Regions from separate parts of the Mus musculus genome. Here region 1 is linked to region 2. The links are chromatin contacts, called in public ChIA-PET maps. All regions are on one chromosome and are shown on one strand. The core of a region is the stretch at or near the end of the contact, and the rest is flanking DNA. Distances in the headings are between cores, read along the strand shown.

Region 1 (6,719 bases), core at 3,651-6,150, 250 kb after region 2:
GTGTTTCTGCATTTCTCACAGTCATTATCCTGAGAAACATTTTTGAAACAAAATCTCTCACTGGTATGGAACATATTAAGAAGTCTAGGCTGGCTGGCTAGCAAACCCCATGGGTCTGTCATTGTGGGGCTTCTCACCCCTTCAGTTCCAAGGAGAATGGAAGAGCCGGGAGGACCTTGGTTAAGAAGGCCAGGACTGAGGTGACCCACGAGGGCTTAGGCGTGTGACTCAGCTGGGTGTGCACCTTTGTGGAAAGTTTTTAAATTGTGCCATCAGCTTTAAATATTACATTTTCCTCTCTTGCATCCTCAAGGAAGGAGAGGAAAAGTCTCCTCTTTCCCAACTTTCTATAGTCAAATAAGGACTAAAAATGAACTCTCTGTATGGAAGGCATCTCACTGACTGAATTCCATATTTGTCGTAGAAGGAAATCCAGATTTCTGTATCTGATGACTGGACTGTGCCTCTGTGTATTCTAGGGTGGGTTCTCTTGTCATTCTCCTTGAGATACAAAATTGCTCCTGTGCTTTGTTTTTTGTTTTCTGACAGCCCCATCCCAGGGTGTCAGAGCTGTTGAACCTGCTTGCTTTGGAAGAACTTAATTGTAGACATTCTGAGAGCTAACACAGCAGAAAGTTTGACAGTTTCTCTGTGTGTGAAATGGATACTAGGAAAACAAACACAGTCCAGCTTCCTTGTCTTCATAGCCGGCCTTGTTTTCCTAGTACTCATTTCATCACGCATGGTACCTATCAGATTTTCTGCAGTACTAGGATTCATGACTCTGGGAACCTGACTTTGGAGCTGGGCATGGTGTTGTACATCCATGAGCCCAGCACAAGGGAGCCTGACGCAGAAGGATGCAGAATTTGAAGCCAGCATGAACTGCAGAGATACCCTGTCTCCATTTTTTAAAAGGAAGAAAGAGATTTATTTTCTGAGGAAAGAGCTAGTGCCATTACTATACAGGGACAGACAACAATTAACAGTAGTTCACTCTTGTGGGCTTGGGCATGAAAGGAAGCTTCACGTTTAAAGATCCTCAGTATCTTGACTTGATGCTAGGCTGACAGAGCCATTGTGTGTGATTTTCTTATCTTCTTTACTTTGTGAGTTTATCTGTTTACTTCAAACAAGGGTAGGGACTGTCTTCTCTGCTGATACCCAGGGAACAGGTGATTTGCTTCTTAGAGTAAAGCTCAGTCTTGCAGGGGGAGTGAGAGGGGCCTGAGCTATCCACTCAGAGTAGCTTCTTTTTTACTTGTGTATCTCTAAATGTCATCAGCTTTTCAAGTCTGAAACTTCTTTATCCTTAAATCAGGAATAATAAGTGCCTTCCCAGGTAAACAACTTCATTCGGGAGGGACAGAACTGCATAGTGCAAGGGAAGCCTTGGCTGGAGTCAGGCTGGTGTTGACTATGAGACTTGGAGTAAGATATATATCTTTTCATAGCACCAGTGTCTTCTGCAAAGTGAAGTGACGTCTTAGGATGAGTAGAGCATCCATACAAGAAGAGATAATATGTGTCAAGTATTAAGTATATTAATTACCTGGTACACAGATAAAGTTCATGAATTTTGAATTATACTCTTATTGTTAGTAACTTTGGAATAGTGCTAATATTTTTTAAACTTAGGAATATGGGATAGACTAATCAGATTTTAAGGTTTTGATGTTTGTTATACAGAGCTGATCCTAATAGGCATGGTGGCACACTCTGTAACCCTAGCACTTGGGTGGCTAAGGTAGGAGGGCAAGAGTATAAAGCTAACCTAAGCTGTGTAGTAAGACCTTGTCTCAATAGACAAGGAGAATAAATAATGGAAGAAATAAATAGAAGAGGCAGAAATTTCAGAACAGCAGTCATCAGAAATGGGGCATGTCTAGAAGAGGTGCCCTGTGGTTTTGTGGTTAACTTTTAAATCTGTTAAATGTTTCTTTTTTTTTTTAATCTTTTTTTGTTTTGTTTTGTTTTTGAAACAGGGTTTCTCTGTATAGCCCTGGCTGTCCTGGAGCTCACTTTGCAGACCAGGCTGGCCTCGAACTCAGAAATCCGCCTGCCTCTGCCTCCCGAGTGCTGGGATTAAAGGCGTGCGCCACCACACCCGGCTGTTCAATGTTTCTTTTCAGTGCTCTGTCTCTAACTTACTTAGAGTCTCTTGCCTGTCAGTCAGGTGTTCCACAACAAAATCTCATGTAGCCCAGGCCGGCCACAAACTTCTGTGTAGCTGAGAACTGCTGTTCTTCCTGTCTCTACTTCTCAAGTGTTAGGATTTTAGGTATACACCACCAAGTCTGGCCACAAATAGCATGGGGGAAAAATGCTGTTGTATTGTAAAAGTTGAATCAAAAGTCTATGTAGTTTGAGTCATTTAGACTGCTTTTCTCTGATGGTGTTTTTGATGTACCTTTCTGTGAGGCACAGATATAAGACAAGACACCTGTTAGGAAAAAAGCCTACTATGTCAGCACATGGAGGGTATTTTACATAGTTATTGGAGTTGCGAAGATGACAGAAGTATATTTAGCCATCAGAAATGAATTATCTTCATTTGTATGTACTCCATTATGACACTAAGATCTATCTGCCAGACAGCAAGGCTGTCTGTACAGCTAGGCTGTCCTGTTGTCATTGTGACAGAATACCTAGTTAAAACAGTGTTGGGAAGGAGGGGTTCATTTCGATCCAATTTGAGGGTACAGTCTACCATGGTGGGGAAAGCATGGAAGCAGGAGCCTGAAGCAGCTGGCCACATCTTACTTGCAGCCAGGGAGCAGAGAGGTGAATACTGGCCCTCAGTTTGTTTTTTTCTTGTTATTCAGACCAAGAAGACTTCAGTCTGTGGAGTGGCACTACCCACATCTAGGTGGTGTGCTACCTCAGCCTAATTCAGAAACTCGCATGACAACTTGTCTTCAAGGTGATTCTAAATTCTGTCAAGTTGATATTACACCCATCTAGGATTTCCCTCCCAAACTCTACAGAAAAAGTAAATGGAGGAGCATGGTGTTTGCTTGAGTCCATTACTAGTTTAAACAGAGTGGAGCCATGATGGATCTGATTCATTCACACTGTGTTTACTTCTGTTTCCTCTTTTCTTCTTCCTGGTATTTTAAGATAGGGTCTCACTATCACCTAGAGTGCTTTTCTGCTGCTGCTGTGGATTGGATATGAATTGTCTCTCTGAAAAGAGCCCCATGTGTTGAAAGCTTGTTCACTAGCCACTGGATCCAGCTTTCATTGAGAGGTGCTTGCATTGTGCTGGCCTCTGTGTACCAGAGCTCTGCCTTACTGCAGGCCCACAGTGTTTGTCACAGCAGTGGAAAGTTCACTAACACATTTACCTCTGAGAAAGACAGACCGACTACATTCACCCTACTGTGCAATAAAAGATACCTGCTCTCTCCAAACATAACTTGGTACCCTGCTCTTCCCTTCAATCTTTGACCTCAACCACTCTTGAGGTACGTAGGGAACTATATGCAACATTTCTTCTGTTTTTACTTTTTTATTTTTAAATTTCATCACTTTTAAAAAAAGATTTATTTATTATGTATACAGTCTGCTTACATGTATGCCTGCAGGCCAGAAGAAGGCACGGGATCTCATTATAGATGGTTATGAGCCACCATGTGGTTGCTGGGAAGTGAACCCAGGGCCTCTGGAAGAGTAGCCAGTGCTCTTATCCTCTGAGCCATCTCTCCAGCACTTGTTTTTACTTTTTAAAAATGTGTGCTGCATTGGGTGTGAAGCATAGTGTTGTGTAACCACGATTGTGTTTTATTACAAAGTGCCCAGAGACCTGTGTGAAGCCTGCACATCCTGCTGTGTGCTGTGATTAAGTCAAATCACCAGCAATTACTTTAAACAATTATACATGAAGAAACAACAGGAAGGAAACTCAGAGGGTTACATAGTCTTATTTTAGTGAAATTGATGTGAAATCTACTTAAAGGTGAGTTTTCTGTTTGCACAGAAAAATACCTGAAGAAGGCTGTAGTGTGTTCCTTGCTAGAAAACAAATGGGTAGAGAAACATGATCTCATAGGCTTTGTAAATCAGATAACTATAATGATTGGAGCATTACATGTTATGTACAGGTGTCCAGCATCATATGATACTCCATAAATTAGCATATTTTTATGTCAATTAAATGAGTAAAACGTAAAAAGGCAAAATAACTGTAGAATTTGCATATAATTAAATACTTTTTGTAATTTAAATTTTTATAAAGCAAGGTCTGTCCCAGTCCTTCTGGAGTAATTTCCCAGCTGTGTCACATACGCTACTGTAGCTTTAGCTTTTGCTTCTTGGAACGAGACAGAATTTCCATTCTGTTTATTTAACTAAAAATAAACTTCTCCCCCTTTTTAACCAAACCTAGTGCTGGTAAAAGTTCTGACGCAGTAATTTTGGAAAGAACTACCTCTTTCCAGAAATAGACGAGCTCACACGTTGGGTCTTCTGCATGTATTAGTAAGTTTCCATCAAATCAGGAAACTGGGTGGACTGGGTGGATGCAGGTCTCATGAAAGAGGGACTTGTCAGGATCAGACCATGGTAAGGACCTCACTTAGGTTAGTCTAGAGGGGTGGGTTCTGGCCAGGCAAAGGCTTTTAGATCACTGTCCTGTGACTGCAGTGTCCTTCCAGCAGCCCCAGCCTTCATGAGCTTCTAAAGAACTGTGACACTTGGCATTTAATTATAAGGCTAAACTGAGCTACCTACTCTAGTAGTTTGTACCTGGCACAGTAGCTTATGTGACTGATTCCTAGTCTAAAGCCCTGCTTTTATCAGAGATTCCCCACCCAGGCCATTGTGCTTTTGCACCCACTGTTGGTATGGGTTAGTCTTACTTCATTTCAGTGGTATTGTAGACTCAGCAACACTGGGTACTTTTCCATACCATTTATTCTTCTAGTCCCTGGCACACCCACAGTCTTATGGTGTGGTTATTGGGTCAGTCTTACCTGCTGTTAGCTTACCTGCTTGATTTTACTACTGTTGCCCTAGAAACCCACATGACATGCAAATACAAATAGATTGGGCTGTTTGTTATCTACCTATAGGCTAGCTTCAAACACAGTCTTCCTGGAGTATTGGGATTTCAGCTGTGCACAATCACCCCTGTTCACTAGGGGGTTTTAAAATATCCTATTTTGCTTTCTATAATTATAACATATTGTTGGTTTATATGCAACTTTTAGAAAGGGTCTTTCATTTGTATCCTTGTCTCCATGGTAGTAGAAATGCCTTGGCAAAGGAACCAGAGTCAGCCTGAGGCTGGGATGGTAAACCACATTCTTTCCAAGTAAAGACCCTAGAGGGAAGAGTCTACATTTTTTGTAGGAAGGTACAGCTGAGGACAGAGGTGAGAGGATTCCTAACTAAATGTCAGAATCTAGCATACAGCTATGAAAATGAAAGCTTGGTTTCATGTGGTAACACTGAAGAGAGGTTGCTAGAGTCAGCCACGTTTTGCAGTTGCTTATACCATCTACTCTTATAGGTCATGGATTTTTTTTTTTTTTTAAGACAGAGTCTCACTCATGTAACCCTTGCTGGCCTGGAACTTGCTATGTAGACCAGGCTGACCTTGAACTTACAGGTTCCAAAATGCAGGGATTAAAGTCATATGCCACCATATAGAACTTCTCATCTAATTTTTAAGAATGTTGTTACTTTTTTTAAAAAAATCTTTCAGATTTATTTATTTTATGTGTATGAATATTTTTCCTGTGTATACGTGTGTATACTGTGTGTGTGCCTGGTGCCTATGGAAGACAGAGGAGGATATCAGATATCCCGGAACTGGAATTGTAGATGGTTGTGAGCCATGCTATAGGTACTAGGAACTGAACCCAGGTCTTCTGCATGATCAACTAATGTTCTTAACTATGATCCTTCCTTCTAGCCCCTTTGTTCATAATCTTAGGATGTTTCAATTTGTGAACGCTTAGATTTCTTGCTTTGCCATAAGTTTTAAAGTGGAAAGAAGTGAGAAAAGTAAAATTGGCTACAAAGAAATTGGCCTTAAGAATAGCATTCTTTGTTTAGTGAGGTGGAGCTCAGGGGAAGACTGCCTGCTTTGCTCACCCAAGGCCTCAGTGGATCCCCAGCACCTTGAGGCTCACTGAAGTGAAAGTGCTGATAACAGATGACTGAATACCTTCAGCACACAGCTCTGGTTGCATTTGGTAGTTCTGTAATTGGTGATGTAACTCGGCCTGTCCCTGAATTTGAAAGGCACCTATTTCATATAGCATAGATAAAAAGGATACTTTGCACACTGCACACTGAGCACTGTGCCTGACAAGGCCACCTTACAGTTGCTGTCACTGTTTTATCTTAAGACCTATCAGTGCTGGAAAGGACTCCTTTTAAATTCTCAAATAGCAATTTCAGATATATGCACATTTCAAAAGTTGGCATTACTTACAAATTAGCTTCTTGACTAACGGAACAGTTCTTCCATTAGCAAAATGCATGAAAGTTTAAGAACTTATGATTGTGCAGTGAAAGGTAATCAAAACCTGTGTGTCCTCCAGCTCCCCCCATGCCCCACTCTAAGCATTTAATGCAGTGAAGGTCTTCGTATTTATGGAATATATGAGAAAAACAAATGAATTTGAGTTTGAGTGGAAGAGAATTAGGTTAGCTATAAAAAGAACTTTCTGACTACTGGCTGCCAAACAGATAAGAGGAGCTACTCTTTC
Region 2 (7,184 bases), core at 2,125-4,624:
GATGATGGATTTGGAAGCAGCCACACTGCCTCAGAGATAGACTTCTCAGGACCTCCATTGCATCTCTTAATAACAACTGTAACAAGTCCTATGCTTGATCTTCAGCACAGAGATATTTTTCCAGTTATATTTTAACAGTAACAAACATCTTACTTCAGATAGGACCTCAGGAAAGCCTGTCTGAATTCTAAGAATTTAGATATGAGCTTAGATGTGTGTCAACTTCCCTTGCCCTCCCCTGCATTCATGCGAATCCCTGAACTTTGTCACTCTTTAGGACAGTGAAGCCAAGTCAGAAGGAGAGGGGCTGTGGAACTTGAGTTAAAAATAATTAGAAATGACTTTAAATCAGGTGTGGCAGTGCGCACCTGCAATGCCAGCACTCAGGAGGATCAGTACAAGTTTGAGACCACCCTGCATTACATATTGAGTTCCAGGGCAGCCGGGGCTGCAATGTGAGTGAGACTCTACCTCAGGGGGAAAAAATCCAGAGAAGCTGGACACAGCCCATAGGGAAAACAACAAATATACAACCTTGGAGATGGATAACTGAAGAATTCAATAGAAGCCTGAAATCCACAGGGCTGGTACTGTCTAAAAGTCCCCAGTCACTGCAAGTTCCTTCCTGACCAGGCTCCAGTTCCCTTGGTCATCGCCACAGTCTCTTTAAACCCATCACATACGTCAGTGTCTGGAAGCTGTTGTGGTAGTCACAGACAGTCTGACCCAAGCTCAAAGCTCTCTCTTAGGTGAAGCATGAAGCGTTTTCAGATCATCCTTCCATCTCTGCTTAGCCCAACAACATCAAACTATTTGCTTTGGGAGTTTTAGAGCTATTAAAATGAGTAGTAAAATTTTACTGGCTGTTGAAAATGAAAGAAGACAATATCAAGAATGTGCCACTGACTGTGGGTGTATTAGGATGCAGATGTCTGTCCATCCTAATGAGTTGAGCCCATGCTCTTCCTCTCCTTGAAGCCTATCTCAACCAGGTCAGACCAGCAAGAGGGGAAGAAATGGCTCTTCCAACTCTGTGACATAGTGTCTGACCTTCCCATGGCATGGCAAAGGAACTGCCTGACTCTGCTCGTGTTCATCCTGTCTCTGATGCTAATCCTAAATCTGTTTTACAGCTACTCATTAAACACCTTGTAGGCTCCATAGAGTTCCAGCTCTACCTCAGAAACTGTCTCGTGTTGGGCACAAAAGGATTCAAAAGACACAAAAGTACCTGTTGGTTTCTAGACTTGAGAGCAAAGGTATTGGATGTGTTTGTGATCCCAAAGACTTCACCAAACATCAAACCACAAGCTCTCAAAAGAAGGTCAGCTTTCCAGATAAGGATTTACAGCATCTCTTGAGTATAAGTCTCGCCCATCATAAAGGGTCAGTGACATAAGTGAAGGAATGGGTGAATGAATGAAGTCAATCAAAGCACAGCACGTGCCAGCATTAAGCACTTTGTCAGAACAGTCCCATGAACTCAGTTCTTGACAGCACATTTTCAATTTCAATATCAAAAAATATTTTTATTCTGAACAGCCTGCCATTTTAACTTATCCTCAATTTAAGATCTGTGAATAGGTAATGCTCTAACTATGTAACAGTTATTCTTTTTTAAGATTTATTTATTTATTTTGTGTATATGAGTTCACTGTCTTCAGACACAACAGAAGAGGGCACTGGATCCTATGACAGATGGTTGTGAGCCACCATGTGGTTGCTGGGAACTGAACTCAAGGACCTCTAGAAGAGCAGTCAGTGCTCTTAACCACTGAGCCATCTCTCCAGCACTGTAACAGCTATTTTTAACCAATTATTGGTTATAATTTGGAAAGAACTCACTCCTCCATTTCAAAAACAGTCGACTAAAACACTCTTGGTTTATTTCAATCACATACCAACGAAACAGTCCCACAAACTGAGACCATAGACAGTGAGTCCGACAACAGAAGCCTCGTGCTTAGGGTGGAGATTGCTAACACAGCCAGGGAGCCATTCCCAGGTGTATAGGTCATACCTGCTTGAACACGCTTTAAAAATGAGGCAGAATACACATTTGCTTTAACAAATAGGCCAGACCTCATAGCTGCTCAGCATTGCTGGCCAGACAAGCGTTTTCCATGCTACACTTTAAAACACTAATAGCAACTAGGATCCAAGTTTGAATAATGACCATGGCTGTGTTCCCCCATTTTTTCTCTACTGACAGTGACTGGAAAAATACTTTATTTATACTTTTCAAAATAAGTACTGTTCATTAAGACTAAATAAGAAACTAAGAATCCTTTAAAAATGATACAGACATCTCAAAGATGTTTTGATTAGTAGTTAAGTGAACTGTGTTGTGATTGACCTGGGACAATGTCATACAAACTCATGGTTACTTCCTCTATATCTGTCTATGATGACAGAAAAGAATGGAAAGACCAAAGGACCCATTAGCCTGCATTGGAAACTACACAGTGTATCTGAAATCCCTCCTTCCCTAACGAAAGAAGAAAGAAAAAACAAAGGAAGGAAGAGAAAAGACAAAAAGAGAAGAAAAGAAACAAAGAGAAAACTATAACTCTAAAATACATCATCAGAAAAAAAAATCAGTTCATTCAAAGTATATACACCATCTAGGTCATAAGGCAGTTTTTCTATTAAGGCAGTACAAGGGTATCCTATACAGATCTTTAGATTTAAACACCATCAGCTGGGCCTTCTGGTACAGGCCTTTAATCCCAGCACTTGGGAAGCAGAGACAAGTAGATCTCTGACTCTGAAGCCAGCTTGGTCTACAGAGAAAGTTCCAGAACAGCCAAGGCTACACAGAGAAAACCCTGTCTCCAAAGTATAAATACCACTCAAAGGAAAACTGAAAGAAACGCAGAATTTGCAACCACAATGTTCAAGGGACTTAAAAGCCACGCTGAAGGGCCTGAGATAGTTTAGTACATAAAAGCACTCACTGCACTGGGGACCGGAGCCCCCTATCCCAGTCCACACTGGAAAGAAAAAGTGAGCTAAATCCCCAATGTGGCTGACTGACCCCTACACATGTGCTGTGACACTCATGCCAGCACACAGAGAGAGAGAGAAAGAGAGAGAGAGAATTAAAAATGTAGTCACGGGGAAAAGCTAATGAGCCTCATCTTGTCAGGTGCCGCCAAAAGGAGCCTGCTAAACTCCTAAGAGTGAAACCCTACTGCAAACGCCACAGCAAGCACTCCCACAACACAGTCTTTAAAACTCATTTACACCAGAAAATATTTCAAGTAGGCAACATTTATTTACAAATAAACCTCTGTGCTGTGTAAAGTCAGCTCTCATCAACCGCCCACCTGATTTCAACAGCAGTACCATCCTGCTTCTGAACGTGTCAGAGTGATGAAGAGTTAAAACAGAAACCAGAGAGTTTCCTGTCTAATTCTTAGCTACTCCCTGGAATTTGTAATGTTACAGTGGAACAAATGAGTTTGGCTAAACAGGTGCAACATCACAGTCATTAAACCAGTACTCTGGTCTAGTTCACTCCAGCAGCTCATTGGCCTTGGAAGAAATGTTGTAATTGTATATATGGAAATATAACCTTTTCCCTATACATTTTCATTTTACCAAATTTTCATTTCTCTCTTATGCTCAAGTTTATCAATTTTATCCTAGATGAGGGAGGACAGGATCCACTATCCTTAGTCTCCAAGACAAGAAAGCTGAGGAAGAGATACAAGATATGAACAAGGCCATGTGCCAGTTAACAGCAGGTCCAAGACAGGAGCGGAAGAACAGGGAAATCACTGACAAGTGTCTACCCAGCAATTGATACATAAGACCCGTGAGCACATGGCAACAATGTAGAGGGAGCCTCAGCCTGGCTGGCTCTGGAGACTCTGACAATTACACTGTAACAGGGAGGGCACACCCCAACAGGCCCTGGGGAAGATTCTACTTTGTAAGTCTCCAGAAATGTCAAACACCTGCTCTTGAGTTCCAGCACCTATTGGCAGCTCACAGCCATTGGAAACTCCAGTTCAGGGGATCCAACAGCCTCTTCTGACCGCCAAAGGCACTGCACACATGTGATACACAGACATACATGTGGGCAAAACACCCAAACACATAAAATAATAAAATAAAATACTTTCTAAAAAATATTTTATTTGGCTCGGCCAAAGACCTTTCTGGTTTCTCAAGCTAAATAATGTCCTATACTTTGAAACCATGCATGAAAAGATCACGTGAGTGTAGCATAAAAGGGGATGGGAAGGTACAATGGAGGGCGGGAGGGAAAGGGGAAAGAATGGGGAAGAATTGGGGAAGCAAAACAAAGAATGTTTGGAAAGTACCATGATGACTCCTAATTCTGTATAAGCTAGAAAAAGAGAGAAAGAAAGAAAAACTTTAAAAAAATTAACCAAGAATAGCCATAAACAAAGCAATAAAAGGAACCTACAAAATAATAATCGTCCCAGTGACTTAGAATAAAGGTCTTAATTTTTTAATTTTAAGTCTCTTCCAAAGGCCTGCATGTTACAGGTGTGGTCCTTACCTCCAGTCGATAGTGGATAGAGAACTAAAGAAGTCATAAGAGGAAGGGCCTAGGTGGAAAGCCTCTATCTTAGCTTGCTTTTCTGATACTGTGATAAAACACTAATCAAAAAGCTACTTGGGTTTATTTAGCCTTATAGGCTACAGAGTCATGGATGAACTCAAGACATCATCAGGTCAAGCGCTCTGGGCAGAAGCCTAGAGGCAGGAACTGAAGCAGAGTAAAGAAGAGCTGCTGTCTGACTTGCTCTCCATGGGTTTCTCAGCCTGTGTTCTTATAGAGCCTAGGACCACCTTCCTGGGACCACCTGCCTGGGACCACCTGCCTGGGACCACCTGCCTGGGACCACCTGCCTGGGACCACCTGCCTGGGACCACCTGCCTGGGACCACCTGCCTGGGACCACCTGCCTAGGATCACCTGCCTGGGACCACCTGCCTGGGTTTGGAACCTCCAACCCGTGAAAGGCCCTTTGAACAACATTCACCAAGGGCAAGAAAATGTATCAGGGGGGTCAGCAACGACTGTAACCAGCCTTGGAAAACCTGTTGATTTGGGCGTGAGGGCAATCACACGCATGACCTCTGAAGTTCTATAAGCTATTGGAACCCCTGAGAAGTCTATTTCAGAAAACAAATATCCAATCAAAGTGCCAAGCTCCACCCAGGGTAGCATGTTCAAGACTCTACAACTTGAACTCTGCCTTGCGGTCATCTTAACATTATTACTTCACGAACAGGGAATGACACAGTCTGCAAACACATCCTAAGGAAACTCCACTATCAAATCACCACCGAGAAACACAGACTACAATAAGCACTTTTGATTGCCACCGAGCACACCACAGCAACAGCCATTCATGCTGGTTTTCTGTGTCTACAGTTATTATTGAAAGCAGAACAGGACACACTTGGCGGGGCGTCTGAGGCAGGAGTAGAGTCCTGGCTTTGGACACAAATACCCTCTGTTCCTTGAGTCGGTCACTTCTCTTGGTCCCCATCTCCTGGTCCCAACGATGCCTACTGTGGAGCTGACCTCCTCAGCCCTTCCAGTGTTTGCTTTGTACGCTATCCACATTCGACCTTGCAAGTGACCCTTGAACTCTTGCCTGGTCTGGGTGGTGATAATTACTGCATCAGCTAATTAACTTATGAATGTAGTCATTACGGCTTTGCCGTGGTAAGCACTTTGCCTCTCTTACCTCTTTCCTCCCCACACCCCTATGCAGAAACCACTGTGAGTTCCATTTTTAAACTCAGGAGATGTAGCCCAGATAGATTTCATAACCTGCCCAGGGTCATAAGGTTTGCAAACCAAAGGGTGGGGATCCCAGCACAAACCTTCTGTTTCTAGAGCCCCTCCTTTTAGCTGCTAAATGGTGACACCTTTCATGCCTACCAAGTTTGACAGGATTCATCAATGAAGCACTATCCTGGACCCAGACTAGACTTGGACTGTGAATTCTTTCAGAAACAACTGGATCAAGCAGAAACACTTGGACTAAGTACTTCTTTCACACTTCAATCTCAGGAGCAAATAACATGGAAAAGATATTCAATTAAACCTTCCTTCCCACAATCTGTGGGGAAATGAACAAAGAACAGGAACTGTGGAGCCACTGGTGTCCTCCAGAGAAGGCACTGGGCACGCAACACAGTCACAGAAAGGCTCTCTCCCTCACAGCCCGGGGGACAGGACTCCAATACCTAACAGCTGAGAGCAGTCACCAGCCTCAATCTCCTCAGATAAGACAGTCTGAGGCAAGTCCTGTGAAGTAACCAAAAACTACCTGTGCACTAAAATATATCATAGAGTGCAATTAACTGTTCACCAGCGCGAACACCATGAAGGAATTTTCTAGAAACCAGAAATGGTCCTAACCTAACTAACACGCTGCTTTTCTGTATGATATACATCAGTATTTCCCCAGTTCATATACAAACTCGAATCACAAGGGCCTTGCAGTAGGCTGAACTCCTTTCACTGGGCGAAGGGGATGGACAGGGAGAGAGAATAGCTGAGTTCTAGAACCCTGGCTGCCCAGGAGGCCAGTTTTGGCAAAGCCTGAGGAGTGAGTCCTCCTTTGGCAAGGCCAAAAGGAAATTACTTCAGCGAAGAGGGGCTGGTAATCTCCTCCAGCAGGACAAAGCCACATTTGCGCGGTGCACATCGCCTACTTTCATGGCCAAAGCCTGGGACTTCAACCCACCCTTCTTTCCAGCCGCGCGCTGAGAACGGGCCATAGGGAAGATGAGGAGAAAACACACATTTTAATCAAAACAAGGCAGGGAAGGCAGGCTCGCAGGGCCTGTCTGGGGCGTGCGAACCACTTCCTCTTCTCGGATGTGTCTCGGGTTGGAGATTATGAAGTTGCTGAGAAGCGCTCGCGGCTTCCTGCGCGCTGAGACCTAGGGGACCCGGGGCTGTCCCAGGCGCAGACCCCAGACAAGCCGCGCGCCAGAGGGACAGGGACCCGAGTTGGCTGGCGCTGCTCAAAGCACGTCCTGCTTACCCCAGGGTGCTGATGAAGCCATTGACCGAGCCCTCCGCGTACAGGGACACGATGTCCCCAATGTAGAGGAAGCTGGACATTTTGTCAGACATGCTGCTTCACGCTCCTGTGGCTGTCCCTGCTGTCTCCGCTGCACGCA

What was found. ChIA-PET counts read pairs in DNA pulled down with a chosen protein or histone mark.
Region 1: an RNA polymerase II ChIA-PET map of memory CD8 T cells shows a contact between it and region 2, with 6 read pairs. The contact joins two enhancer-like sites. A contact is called at or near these places in 3 of 115 datasets of contacts at active chromatin or transcription factors (the 230-238 cell line, CD8 T cells and memory CD8 T cells).

Annotation. Positions count from the first base shown.
Region 1 is chr6:146,742,296-146,749,014 of GRCm38.p6, forward strand. All of the region lies in intron 1 of Stk38l (serine/threonine kinase 38 like), which reads left to right. Among named protein-coding and RNA genes, the nearest start is that of Stk38l, 21 kb to the left of the region's middle. Within about 2 kb of position 4,901, at least 46 of the 459 cell types and tissues checked have an H3K27ac peak or open chromatin away from gene starts, as enhancers often do. A contact at or near this core is called in CD8 T cells and memory CD8 T cells, where this site is marked.
Region 2 is chr6:146,494,742-146,501,925 of GRCm38.p6, forward strand. It overlaps Itpr2 (inositol 1,4,5-triphosphate receptor 2), which reads right to left. Exons shown (of 57, transcript NM_019923.4): 1 at 7,046-7,184. The coding sequence starts at 7,137. Among named protein-coding and RNA genes, the nearest start is that of Itpr2, 3.9 kb to the right of the region's middle. Within about 2 kb of position 3,375, at least 21 of the 459 cell types and tissues checked have an H3K27ac peak or open chromatin away from gene starts, as enhancers often do. A contact at or near this core is called in CD8 T cells and memory CD8 T cells, where this site is marked.